2 separate regions of the Gasterosteus aculeatus genome follow, and region 1 is linked to region 2. Evidence: chromatin contacts called from public Hi-C data. All regions are on one chromosome and are shown on one strand. Each heading gives the region's core, a stretch centred on a gene start, on an enhancer-like site or on the middle of the called end of the contact. The rest is flanking DNA. Distances are from core to core; before and after follow the strand shown.

Region 1 (7,365 bases), core at 3,677-6,176, 70 kb before region 2:
CCCTACCAGCTGTAGCTACTCCATCTGCGGCCCTCGTGGAGCTGGAGGCACTGGCGAGCTCGCTGTCCTCAGCCGCTGCGCTGCCCTCTGTCCCTGGAGCGTTGCGGATCAGCTTGGACGTTATCGAGGACATTCCAGTCACAGCCCAGCCGGCCCAGCCGGAAGACGCACCAGCAGGCTGAGCACAGGACGCTACATCCTTCTCTGCAGGACAGAGAGTTTGAAGCTTTTAGTTTTTCAATTTCAGAAACATGACCAAAAAAAAAGGAGTTGGTTTATTCTGCTTCTAGAACTTAAATCTTTCGCAGAGGTTTTGTTCTCCCCAGAAAAGTGGCATGGTAAGCAAATATGTAGCATGTGGCCACTGGTTTCCACGGCTGAATGAGACATGAGAGTAGAAAGGAGACTGCAGCCCAGTGCTGTGTGCTACATACCTATATCCGCCAGCTGGGTGGGGTCTTCTGACACAATCTCCAGCTTCGAAAGGAAACTCTTGATGGCTTTGAACGCCTGACAGAAGAAAGCAAGACAGAACATCTTAAGCAGAAATACATTTTCATGTTCAAGTCGATCAAAGACACTTCAGCCACCCTGGTTGTAATGACAAAGCATCCCTGTGCTCCCCCTAATTCTGCAATATGACCGCAGCACTCGCTATAACAACTACCAACCACTCAATGTTGAATAGCAATAAGACTTTTAAGAGCAAGATTTTAAACCACAACAAAAAAAACGTCAATGTCAAAAGCCCGTAGTCATGTGTACCTGGTCCCTGACGCTCTTATCGGGGTCCACAGTAGTGGCACAGAGCGTAGGGAGGATGCGGGCGGCAATCTCTGTTACGCTGTAGAAGTTGTGTGTGGCGGCAAAGCCCAGTACACCAGCGGAGCGCGAAGCTGGGAAGGGATCTTTAGTTGCTCTGCAAAAGGCAGAGATCAGAACACGCTGTCGAGTCTGTGAAGAGAGGGCATGAACAAATTCTTGGTTGGATGGTGGTTCAACGTTTTGTTGGCCATAGATCAACGTGGGCGTACTGTACCCCTGCATTGAGGTAGGAGGCGATCTTGCCCAGGCAGACGGTGGTGTTGCAGCGGATTGGGCCTTGCTCGTCTCTGGCCTGCAGTCTTGCAAAGTGGCGCATCAGCTCCTGGTTCAGGTTGGTCTCGTTCAGCTTGGGAGCCATCAGCAACATAGACTGTGTGGGTGATGCAGAGAATAGTTATGGCACATCCAGTACACCAGTAATGTGTAACACCGCCTCCTGGTTTGGTGTTCTGTTTAACACGTTCCAACTACCTTGACGGTCTGTTCTCTGATGGCGGGGTTGGTGTCCGTGAAGCCGTGAACAACGTGAGGGAAAATCTGAGAGTTCACCGCTGCCTCATTCAGATACTGAATGAACTGCTCCATCTGAAACGGAGAGACAGGGGCAAAGGGAGGCAAGAATATTAGAGCAAATACATGTTGGACGCCTGGTTGGAACAAAATAGAAGCACAACCAACAGGTTCGCTGTATCAGTACAAGACATTCTCAGTGGCTGGATGAAAACAGCCTTTAAATACCTGCTGCAGCAGCCGTATCCTCATGGCTCGGTCTGTGGAGGAGAACATCTTCACAATAACAGGGATGATCTTCTGTTGGTACTCCTCAGCTGACAGGAACTTCCCCACCTAGCCGACAGACAGAAATACGTACGGGAAAGAAAAACTGAAGAGGGGAGAAGAATAACTTCCAAATAACAATGCCAGTCTTACTTTGTTCGGGAGGTTTGGGTTATCTATGCTTGCTGGAGTTTACGGCCTGATATTCAATAAAGATTCACCTTGAAGAGCGGTGTGAGGACTACAGCGCCCGCGTTGCCAAACTCAAAGGCGGTGAGCAGCTGAGGAAGGACTTTATGTTTGCAAAAGTCTTCAGGGAAGGAGTCCAGATTGTCACTCAGGTCCTGGAAGAACTGCTGCTTCTCAGCCGGCTCCTTGATCTGGAGGGAGAGAATTACACTTTAATCCCACAGCCCTAATCGGTCATCCTATCATTAGTTGTTATCATACAGTTTCCAATGCTACTTCCATGGCAACTACATCAAATTACACCAAGCGCCCCGCATGACACGTCTACTCCAACTTGATTTGTTTTTATCTTGGTACTTTACAGCGGGACTTTACTGTTGACATTTGATTAGAACACTTATGCAAACAGCTCATCTGTACATGTGTTTATTAACTTTAAGTCTGTGGACCTGTATCTCCTCCAGGAAAAGGTTGCTCTCCACAAAGCTGTTGCTGAGAAATCCTCCAGAAGCTCTACAGTTCTGGAGAAAGCGCGCTGGGTTGGGGCGAGCTCTGGGGTTGGCGCCCACCAGCTCACAGTAATGAGGGACCAGAGCTTTGGGGATCTGTGGGCACAAAGAGAACACAAGACTGTGAACAACACGTCTTCTGAAACCAGGAAGCAACGGCCCTCCAATGCTAAATGTATATAGAAAAGAACCATCCATTTTCAGTATTTCTAATTTCAAAGTCTATTTGACTGGACAAAAACACATTTTCAATAACTACAACAATAGCTGTAGAGTATCAATATGCCGTGAAATCAATGACAATAATGAGGTAATAACCAAAAGGAAGAGCGGGGGTGTCGTACCTTTCCCAGTGACCGAAGGGAGGACGTGCGAGGCAGCGGCCCGTTGAACACCTCCCAGATCAGGCAGCCTAGACGCCACACCTCCCCTGCCCTACAACAAACACGGGTACCGCTCAATGCAACAAAAGTAGACAGTAACCAATGCCAGGTTTTATATTTCACCAACTCTTGCCCCAGGCATCTTAACAGAGTCTTATTTCGAACTTCTTCTATCCGTCACTTCCACTTCTTCCAAATATACTTCCTGCTGCTTTCATTTGGAAAACATTATTTTTATCGTTCTCCCCTTACCATTTCTCTCCCGTGCTATTGGACATCTCTGGAGGGTCATATCTCTCCATGTCTGGGTAAACTGCCTTTGGGGTAGGGAGAGAGACCCCGCTTGGGTCCCCCTGCTCAGGGGTCACATGATCGAGGCCCCCAAGCTTCCACTCCCCAGCCCGATCCACAAAAACTGCCGATACACCCACGTTGTTGTGAAGCAGGTGGCAATCATTGACCAGGAAACTGAGAGCTTTCTGTGGGAGGGAGTAAAAGGCAGAAGTGGCGTAAAGGCTTACAGAGAAATGGCACCCCTGCAAGTTTCCGATGGTCCTCTCTACTATCCTTACCACTATCTGGTGCAACCCCCAGGAGACCTCCAGTTCACCAGATCCTCCCCGGTCCGCCTGGGCCTTCAGGTGGACGGCCAACGGTGTCACCTGCTCAGTAACCAGGTACAGGCTCTTCTCTGTCTGTGAAACAACCATAGACAATACATACATGTTCATTTACCTGTACATATTAACAGACAAAGAATTCTATTGAATGGCTGTAAATAATCAATTACTACCCAGAGCTACTACGCTGAGAGTGAAACAGAGTTTAGCACACAAAAACATTTCAAACATACACATCCAATACAACGTCCCCCCCTTGATGCATTTCATTTTTTATGAATTATTTTGGCAAGACATGTAATGCCTATAATATGTTGTGCATGACACGCTACAACTGTGGTATAAATGTCAATGCCTACAATGGCATATTCACACTCACCTCTATCTGAACGGAAACATGCAAAGAAAAGATGATGATTACATGACAGATACATGACAAAACCACGTCACTCACATAAGTGTTGAAGTATTACATTTGAAACATCTGAGAGCCGAGAGACATTTACCTGTGATCACTATACAAAATGAAATTGTGTGATGCAAAATACACATGAACCCAACACACACCTCCAATCCATCCACATAAGCCAGGATGTTGGGGTGACGCAGGGTCTTCATCCGCTTGAAAGCAGCCTTGGCGAGCTGGGTTTGCTGCTCTGTTCCCTGCGCGAACTCGTAGAGAAACACCGACACCGGCTCTCCGTTGGTCTGAGGACACAGATTGGATCTAATGACACAATCGTTGCTCTTGCAATTTTTAGGACATGGCAATATTAAACGCTTTTGCGTTAAAATAAATGAAGGTGAAAGTGATATAGAAAAGTCTTATCATCGCATTGCATTCACAGACATCACAATGAACACGATGCAAACCGGAAGCAGGTGCTTGGTCGTCTTTCCCCGGCCGTGCGGTGATGATAATGATGCCTCTTGCAGTTCAAATTGAGCTGCTTGACGACAACAATCTGGACAGTTGTCTGTGTGAGGTCCCGTCAGTGACGAGGGACGGTATCTTCATTAATGTGATAAAACATTAGTCTGAAAACGGTCCCGATTACAGTAACCGACCCGGCTGGAAGTGGAGGTGACGTGGCGAGAAAGACGTGTCTGTCTCTCACGGTAAACAAAGCGGGGACCGCTCCTTTGGCGGAACGTATCGATACACACAGCGAGCCGAGGAAAGACGGCGGCAGTGACATTGAATCGGCGAGAAAGACGAGAAAAGACAGCAACTCAGCGGGCGCGGATCAAAGTAGCGAACGGACTGCAACGCCTAGCTAGCCGGCTAAGTGACAGGCCTCCATAAAGAGGCTACCTCCGACCGTTACCCGCTGACGGGTTGCCTTTTTTACCTTTCGCTTCCCCCGATGTAGACTCCATATTCCAGACTGCTCTTGGGCGTCTGGGAGAATTTCATACGCAAAGTCTTTGACGGGATCCCTGGCAAAAAAGGACCACATCTCCTCTTTCCTTCACACCTCATCGACCACACAACACACACACGGCTACAGGACAACTAAACAGACTGCTAGCTAGAGAGCTACTGGAGGCTAGCTAGCAGCAAGCAGCACGGAACTAAACTGGCTCCGTGTAGACTTTGTCTCTGCACGTTGGTTCCGCAATAACTGCATTTAGATAAATACATGTTCTCACAGTTTAGAAGTTCATGTCAGCAATAAAAACAACTATATATATAATTATTTCCATGACATTTGTCAACATAAAATACTGTGACTTTTTTGACCAAATATTTCTTTACTTTCATTTTCATGACATAATATATTTGACCTTTTTTTCACATTTATCAAGAAATTATATATTGATCAAATATTTGTTGACATCCGTGACATTTTCCAAAACATTTTTTTAACAAATATTTTTTTTTAAACTTTTTTTCCATGACAATTTTTGAACAACTTTTTTACATCTTTTGACCTAATAAAATGTAACTTATTTAGTTGGGAAAACATGATTAAATATGTGAATCTTTGTCTTGTGTACAAGATTATACATGAAAAATAGCCTTTTGGCTAACTGGCACATTTACAGCAATGTGTTTATTAATGTGCACTGTTCCTTATCAAATAAACCAATGAATAAAATATAAATATTTTTACTCTTTTCCCATGACTTTTTTGACATTGGCTTTTACCTAATATTTGTGACTTTTTCCATTGCATTTTTTGACATAATGTTTTGGACTTTTTTTAGCAGTGAATGCAGACATTAATATGGTGCAGTAATACAGAGCTGAAAGTATTTTAACTGCTTTCAAGTGTATTTTTATGTTCAAACCTATGTTGGAGCCATATTTTCCCATTTGATGTGGTTTACTTTCTTTGAGAGAACAATATAACAGTAGCAACATTAAATGTACACATACAGTATGAGCAGGCCAACTTGAATTGCTTTAAATGGCAATTAAGAAAACTGGGTTTGACAAGTTGATACTTATTTCATGGTTTACTCCATAAATTAAAAGTATCATTTTTTATAATTACGTACAGCTTGGTGGACTGCGTGCAATCAACTGTTTTAACTCAGTTTTCTGTATTCAAAGAGCTTCACTACGGAGTTAAGTTACCTGTAAAATAAGAATATTTGCTGTTGCTGAGGAATTCATTTAACGATATGTTGCAATAGGAATTGTTTCCAAAACATATAATGAATCCTCAAGAGGGAGCCAGAGTACTCAGATCAGCTCCCACAACAAATCAGAGCTGGAAATTCACTTTTTACTTCAACTCTCAGTGGATTAAATAATCTACCACTCAATAGATTACAAGTGCTTGAATACATTTTACATTTGGCTTTATTTCCAACCCTGCACGAAAAACAAGAAGTATTTTGTTTAACTGGAATATTAAGACGTCTAGAGACTGGAAAAAATATTGAATATATTCAGTTGTTGTTATATATTGAACCCTGTGTTTGGTTCCCATAGTGTTGGCGCTGTATCTCATTTTGGACTTGCTCTATTGAAACTCCCCCCATAAAGAATAAAGAGAAAACAAATGATGGTAACAGCTTGATGATTTAAAACAACAATGTCATTTGGATTTAAGTAAATAATTTAGGAGGGTACTTCACGGACAGTAGAGGGAGGCACCTGCACTAAAGTTATTCAGTCCGATTCAGGTCAGATTGAAAATAATATCAATTTCATGTTATTGCGATATAACTAACTACGACTACTGCCTGTCTATCGCCCGAAGTTGGCTGGGATGGACTCCGCCCCCCCGCGACCCTGTGTGCAGGATAAGCGGTTTGACGATGGATGGATGGATGGACTACTGCCGTCACTGCTGCCATGTGTATTGTTCTCTATAACCTTTACAACTACCACTGTCAATAGTAATGATTACTTTAAAATACAATGTTTAAAGCTCCCCAAACTAACCAACCAACCAACCAACCAACGGTGAGACAGATTATGACATTTAAATACTTTAATTTTAAAATTATAACAAAAACAATATCCACAAGAGCTACTTATCTTTATTTCAGATTAAAAGTCACCACAGCCGGTTCTGTCTTTGATGGGCTTAAAAAGCATTTTGTATTTACTTAAATTGCTGCTATTGTCCAGACTGTTGTGCAGCGTGTGCAATGTACATGAGAGAGCAAAGTGGGTTAACAGATGATTAAATCTATTTCACAACACGTGTTAAACGTCCTCTCAGACACAATCTCCCCACCCCCACGGCTCCCCTCCCCCCGTCACCCGGTCATTACACTTTCTAGTCATGCAGAAACATCAAAACTATAATCTACAAAAACCCTACATTTGCTGCCCGTACTGATATATAAATGTGCAGAAACCCACCTCATACCCAAACAGACGCCGCTGCTCTGCATGTGAATATATCTCTGATAGAAGTGATCATATAAATGAGAGATTAGCACCATAAAATAAAGCGTATAAGAACTAACCCCAAATGAGGTTGTTTTAAAGCTTTGTCTTCTGAGGACGCTGGCAAAGAGTCGCTTTAAATCAAGAGAGAGCAAAAGAAAAAACGACGCAATCAATTCATTTTTGGGAGAATGTCATTTTTACCTTGT
Region 2 (6,737 bases), core at 1,691-4,190:
CATTTTTTTTGAAACAATGTATTTTGGAACAACGTTTTCTGTCTGTGTCTTCACATGTTTGCAGTCAAAAGAATGTCTGCTCGGAATCTGGTCACACCACTAATGCACTGAATCCCACTCCAGGTGTCACCCACAGCCTTAAGGGGGGGCAGACAAGAAGAACAGGTTCACGCCACCGTGCTGCATTTATCTAGGAGCTTTTCTTTCAGTGTTGACATGCTCTCCAACCCAGAGATAACAACTCTGTGGCTTTATTATGCGGGTAACCTTGAGACAAGGGCATGCCCGGTGAAAGAGAGATTCTGTACAGAGAACCTGTACAGGCATCTTTGATTAAAGCAGACAATAGTGAGTCATATCATTTGATCAAAGTGCTGGTTTCTGTCATTAAAAAAGGCGACTGACCTTTTTCTGAAGTGCAGATGGTTGCGAGTAGCTTTGGTCCCGGAGGCGTTCTCACCATCAGGAGGAATTTCCATGACATCATCTAAAGGCTTCTGAATCTGTTTAACCAGCTGTTTCACCATTCCAATGACGGCGGGCTAAACACAAGTTAGCCGTGTTTTCATTTGAACATTTTACAGAGCCGAGGATACATGATTACATGAATATCACAGGTGTATTTTTACACCTTTGGTCCTTTGGTCCCTTGACAGATGTGGAAGTAAGGTTCTCAGTTCTAGCTGTTGTCTGCCAGCTGAAATGTAAACTGTTGCTCACCGGCTGAAGGTTGGAGAAGATGAAGCTAATCTGACTTGATTATTACTGTGGAAGATACACTGTAAAAGGTTTCGATCTAACTACGCAGGCTAATAAATTCATAAAAGTTTCCGGAATCCAGGAGACATTTGGAGAAGTTGAGGAAGCGATGTGTACTATGCAGCGTGAGAGGTGAAAGAGGACTCAGTCTCTGGCTTTAAAAAGGCTACATATTATAATAGAAACCAGCTAACATGAACACGTTGATGAGTTTATGTCGTTCTTTATTACTCTGGGATCTGTTTCGCATCAGGTCATCAGTAGTAGGCGTAGAAATAGGTGAGGCGTTTGTTAATTGCGATGTAACTCTCGCCACATCATGACTCAATGCAGAGTAATTACAGCATCTGTGGGTTCCTTGGAAATGTAGTCAGTATTCAGTAGTTCTTAAAGCGGTGAACAAGGAAATGTCACATGACATAAAGAAGAATCCTTTATGTGTCATGAATCACAAAATGTTGTGGCATTCTTCTGGTTCTGTTGCAAATGTTCTTCTGGGATCTTGATTGTTCTGCCACAACATTTTGTGATTCATGACACATAAAGGATTCTTCTTTGTGTCATCACAGACATTTCCTTGTTCACCGCTTTAAGAACTACTGACTAGAAAAAAGAAACGAAAAAAACATTGGGATCATCCAAGATGTCACATGGAGCAGAATGTAAAGCGGGTGGGCAACTTTGTCCCCCTTTTCTTCCAGGTCCCTTGTCAGGACAATGTAACCACGTTGTATATCGTACTTCTCCGATCACGGTATGTTTTTTTAATGTTTATTCGTATATTGTTCATATTTGCTGCCATGTTCCATGTATTGCTTTGTTGTTTTGAATTGCTCTTGTTGTTCATTTCTAAATTAGTTGTACGTCCTCGACTACTTGTTCTCTGTTTTTCCCTCATCTGTTCATCTGTAGGCTACTTATGACCTCATGCCGCTGCATTGCCTAAATCAATAACAACTTATCTTATCTTATCTTTGACTTGAAAAGGACAACAAAGAGTCCAGCAAAGTTAAGGGAGTCCAGAAAGAATCCTCTGAGGTGACTCAGTGTCACAGCTGGTTGCCTAGTGGACAGATGTGGGGACAATCGACAGTTCGATAAGCCCCGTCTCCCGAATGCCTGCACAGCTCTCTATTGTTGCCGCCTTCTCACTTCTTCGCCAGTGTTTTTGGTGGACTGAAGGTGCATAAACTGTTGCCCCATGAGTTGGATGGAAAAGGTCTGAAGCATCTTGTGCATCGTACGACCATTTCATGTGTGTGGCGCAAACTTCCATCCCAAGTTACCGATTTAAATTTGATGGTCAAAGTTTACTGTGATCTCACGGAAATATGTTTTGGGTGTTAAATGGATAATTCCCATGGTAATTATGACACTTGCATGCTAGAATAATGAAGTGGATTCCATTCTTTATGTGGCTCAACAATTCTCCCCCAAGACTTTAAACTTGTTTTTTTGTTCTTCTGCAGCTAGAGAGCCTAAAAACACAAATACACACCCCTCCAAAATCTAAAAATGTCTTTCACATTCCTCTCACTCAAAGTGTTTCACAAATTAAACATTCGATCTGTGTGGCCGGTGGATGATGCAGGTTTTAAACTCATTACTGGAAATATCCACGTCCTTGTGTTCGAGCATTAACATGCTAAATTAACCTCACAAGCTTTTCCATTATATAAATAAATTCTGGCTCTTCAGCTGTCAGGAAATGTGAAGGATTTTAAGACCTCGACCATTTCTCCGGCACAAGCAGAAAGCGTTCCTGGCAGTAGACGACATCATCACAGCGAATAAATTGGATCACCAAATTAAAAACCACAGCATATGACTCAAAGTTATGATTCTTTCTCGGGCGATCACACAAATCATCAATTTCCCTTTCCCGCTTCTCATACCCATGAGCCTTTTCATTTGCCAGCTCCGCGTGGCCACAAGTAACGTTCACGATATTAGATCAGAAAAATGTGGCTTTTACCTTTAAGTGAGCTGCTCCCGCAGTCCTGTTTACCCTTTCAGAGCTAATGGAACGTAAATACACATCATTAGGTGGCAGGAACCGGATTGATGCAGACACGTTCCCATCATTCCTTCATCTCTGCCCAGGTCTACACGTGCTGCTGCTTTGCGAGCTGCACTCTGATATCAGTCATTACCTGGCAGAGCAGTAAGCCTCCATGGCCAATGACAACTCCCCACTGCTAACAGACACCTCTGCATGGGTGAAGCACGACTGGGCCCACGGACAGCTCTCGCTCCCTGTGTGGGTGTGGGTGTGTGTGCGCATGTCTTTCCATAGGCAGCATACAGATTTTGATAAGGAGAAGGATTTTCAAAACATCGGGCCCAAGTCCCAGACTCCCCCCCTCCCCTTCGAGGAGTGAAACCCAAGAATAGCTCCAAATGGGTTCCGTTAGCGAGGATGTGTTTTTCCTTCGAACGGCCCTCATTCGACGTCGCCGATGAGCTTCTTCGGTTGAGATCATTGTCTCTTCCGCCAAGAAGACATAAACGCATTGTTTCTCCAGACACGCAGCACATGTTGTCTTTTTTAAGTAAATTAAAGTATCACGTTACAACCAGACACAGAATCCTGTGCGTGTTTGTCTCGATTAAAACCAGTTGCTGCATATTGAAACCGTGTGGTGGCCCGGTCCCCCGGTGTGCTGGGGTCGTGCTGCCGAACGCTCCGGTTCCAGGTCAATGGAAAACACATGTCAACAATATTCTAATTATGGGGTGTAACCGATTTACCGACCCCCCCCACCAAACACACATACATTCCAGAGTAGCAATGTTTTTTTAGAATACTTGAAGGTCTTTATCTGACCTTATTATTGTTAATCCGGTGCTTTAAATCTGAGTCTTATTGTGAGAATAAGGAAGGAGTTCAGATGAATACAGAAACAACAGCGTTGAATGAGTTAAAGAAATGTTTATTTTGCCTATGAAGACAAATTTGGTTTGACATTCTGCTCACTTCAAATGTTTAATCTCATCAGGCTCCAGTAACAGATATCACAGGAAATGTACTCAAGTCAAACCACACTGTTTGTTTGTTTGTTTTTCTCAAAGCATTTCACAAACGTATCTCAAATCCTCAAATGTCAACCCCAAGAAAATAGAAAGCAGGTGGTAACTGTGCTCGCTGCGTAAAGACTAAATTACATTCAGTGTGCCAAGGGAGGAAAATATCCCGATGCCTTTTGCCAAGTGCTGCAAATAAAGAGAGGAAAATCAATCGGCTGTTTCGAGATTGAGCCAATCCCTTCACCCGCCGAGCCTTAAAATCCAATGACCTGCACGGATGACATATCGCTTCTCACCTGGGGAATGATAATGTGATCTTTCAACTAATTGAAACATGGCCATTTCATTCTGGTGTTTTCTTTTGTTTTGTTAACAGCAATTAAGACATGAATTCATGTCTATGTGGTTTTTTTCTGACATCTGGTTGGTTTTATACTCGGGTGCGGAGGAGGTAAACACACCTTTGTTTGCTTTAAATGGGAAGCTCATTAACTAGTTAATGACCTCGTGCATTGACCTTTTAACCTCAGCGGAAAGAAAGGGGCGCCGTAAAACATCATAACTAAGATTTTTTTTTAAAACTCACTTTACAAATCGATGCTCACTATCCACTCTGATAATATTCACTAAAACCTGTATTGTGTCATCAACCTCAACCCACATCTCTTTACATTTGAGGAATCTCATTCTTATTTTTTGTCGAATTTCGTTGCAGTTGAAAAGTTTTCTTTTTGCCAAGATGGCCCCTGGTGGATGACGCTGTACGTGTATTATTAAGTAAGGAAGGACTAAGCGTAAGAATATGATGGTAAGAGTTCAATGGTCACTCATCAGCCTCTTTTGTGGCTTGTCGCCTCAGACCTGACAATCATTCCCACCACAGCCGGCGTTGAACACTGACTTTATCTTTGTTGTGCCTGTTGTAAGTCGGACATTTTGACCTGGCACGCTTTTCCTTGTGAATTCAACCAGAGAGATTCAATCACGCGTTTTTAACCACCGACCTTGGTCACGGAACATAAAGGCAGCACTTTACCACCATGAATACCAAGTGTCTCCAAGAGCGGGAGAATCGTGACGCTGCGGCGGTGCAGCATGTGACCCTTCGCGCAAACTCCCTCTGAAGTCAAAGGAGGGACCTCTGAAACCTCGCTATGATCTCGCAGATTAAACGCTCCTCACACGTCTCGTTGATGTTTTCAGGTGCTCTCCGCCAGGAGAAGTTTGAGCGTTAAAAGTTCCCCAGAGACGACTGAAAGGAGAAAAGAGGACATTGATCTTGTTGTGTAACACGGCGCAATTTGCCGTAGCTCAATGAAATACCATCGGCTTTTTCCTCTTTTGGTCAATATCCATCTGCAGCCGTTGTCTTCCCTCGGCCCCTCGGCCACTTACATTCATCATCAGCCAGATGCTCTCGGTGAGCAGAGGGAATCAGATTGCAGCGGGAAGGGTTGAGGAAACCAAACACGCTCAACGAGCACGGCATCCTCCACAGGAATGAGACTTCTGGTTTTGTTCTTTTATACCACCATAAACATTTACATTTATTAACAATTAAGTGTTCAACAAAAGCCACTTGCCATGTTTAGAATGTAAACTGCTCATTTGTTTATGTATTGTTGCTCCCTCTAGTGGATTCTTGAGTACATTTGGACTTAAAGTTAATAATATGTCAATAATAATCTCTGTGATGACATTTCTTCTCTTCTCTATTTCACTGGAATAGAAAAAAATGAAGTTTGTATACGGTTTACTAAATGTTAAATGAACTGCTTCGATATTTATATCATGATGTAAAACGTATCGAGAGATTTCCTTTTTATACCCAATACTGATGCATACAAATGTAAAAAGGATTGTCATGTTAGTTTCAATTATTTTATTTAAACTAACATCGTCATGTTTTATACTAAAACGTGATTTCCCCCACGAAATCTTCAAATTAACATCTGTTAAAACAATCAAGCAAAAATACAGTATTTCCCTGTGAAATGTAGAACTAGAGCTAGTTTGATATCAGTCTCTATAGTTACTTTGCACCACTTGTTATATTTAAACGTCCTTTATCAGTCTGTTAAACTGAGAGTAACATATTATATATAATATGTATAACGCATATAGCAGCAAGTGTATTCGACAGTGAGTACGTAGTTTGAAACAAAGAGAAGAAGCTTAGTGCGTTTCAGTCAACAGGACACGGTTCGATTCTCCAGCCTCTCTTTTGAAGGTTGTTCTCATGGTTCAACTCCGAGTCAATGAGACTGTTTTGCATATTACCTTGGCAACTGAAGTTTTTATCATTAGGCCGTTGTTCGGAACTTCCTTAATAGCAGTTTCATTCTAATCCAGACATTTGGTATGGAGATGTGACTCCCCTCTGCTTTGACAAAATAGGGTTCTCAGCAGAAAAGATTTTGTGTCTGACTCAAAAACAAGAGCCCCATTAACATATCAAGAAGCTGGGGAGAGATATTCAACACATCTTCCCAGTAGGCGTGACTGGTTCTGTTAGTAGTTGTGTTTTTTGAGCGACATCATTTCAGCTTCTTGTTTTTATGGGACGCAGCTCCAAACATTTAAAAAAAAAAACCATCCCTCAAACAAAACCTCATCTTGCAGATGTGGCTGCACGCAAAAAGATGTCTCCGCTTCCAGCACTGCAGTTTGAATTAAACCTGAAACTTGCAGCCGTCGTCCGGAGGAAAAAGAATCAGTGTCGTGTTTACGTCGACGCCGTCAAAGAAGGTCACTGAGTGTCTTTTTTTATTTCTTTGCAGGCGCATGCAGGAGTGGAGCTGTGGTGCTGCTGGTGTGTGATAGCAGAGCGTGTGGGGGCTCCGGGGGGTGCATTAGCCGCTGTCTGGCGTCTGAGAGGGCGGAAGGGGGAAGTGGGAGAGAGGCTTAATGTCTGTCTACTTCTATTTCCCTCTTAATTTCACACACTGTTG

Evidence for each region. Hi-C and Micro-C count contacts between places; a contact is called where the count stands out from the background.
Region 1: a Hi-C map of skeletal muscle shows a contact between it and region 2, with 3 times the contacts expected there. The contact joins the promoter of scyl1 here to the enhancer-like site in region 2. A contact is called at or near these places in 2 of 6 Hi-C or Micro-C datasets (skeletal muscle and tail fin).

The regions. Positions count from the first base shown.
Region 1 is chr4:8,196,235-8,203,599 of fGasAcu3.hap1.1, reverse strand. scyl1 (SCY1-like, kinase-like 1) reads right to left here and starts at 4,926. Exons shown (of 18, transcript XM_040175137.2): 1 at 4,656-4,926; 2 at 3,871-4,011; 3 at 3,256-3,378; 4 at 2,936-3,162; 5 at 2,645-2,735; 6 at 2,241-2,396; 7 at 1,824-1,982; 8 at 1,564-1,671; 9 at 1,297-1,410; 10 at 1,040-1,195; 11 at 766-954; 12 at 435-510; 13 at 7-204. The coding sequence starts at 4,763.
Region 2 is chr4:8,124,659-8,131,395 of fGasAcu3.hap1.1, reverse strand. No RefSeq gene overlaps it. Among protein-coding and RNA genes, the nearest start is that of hs3st1, 8.4 kb to the left of the region's middle. Within about 2 kb of position 2,940, at least 1 of the 9 cell types and tissues checked has open chromatin away from gene starts, as enhancers often do.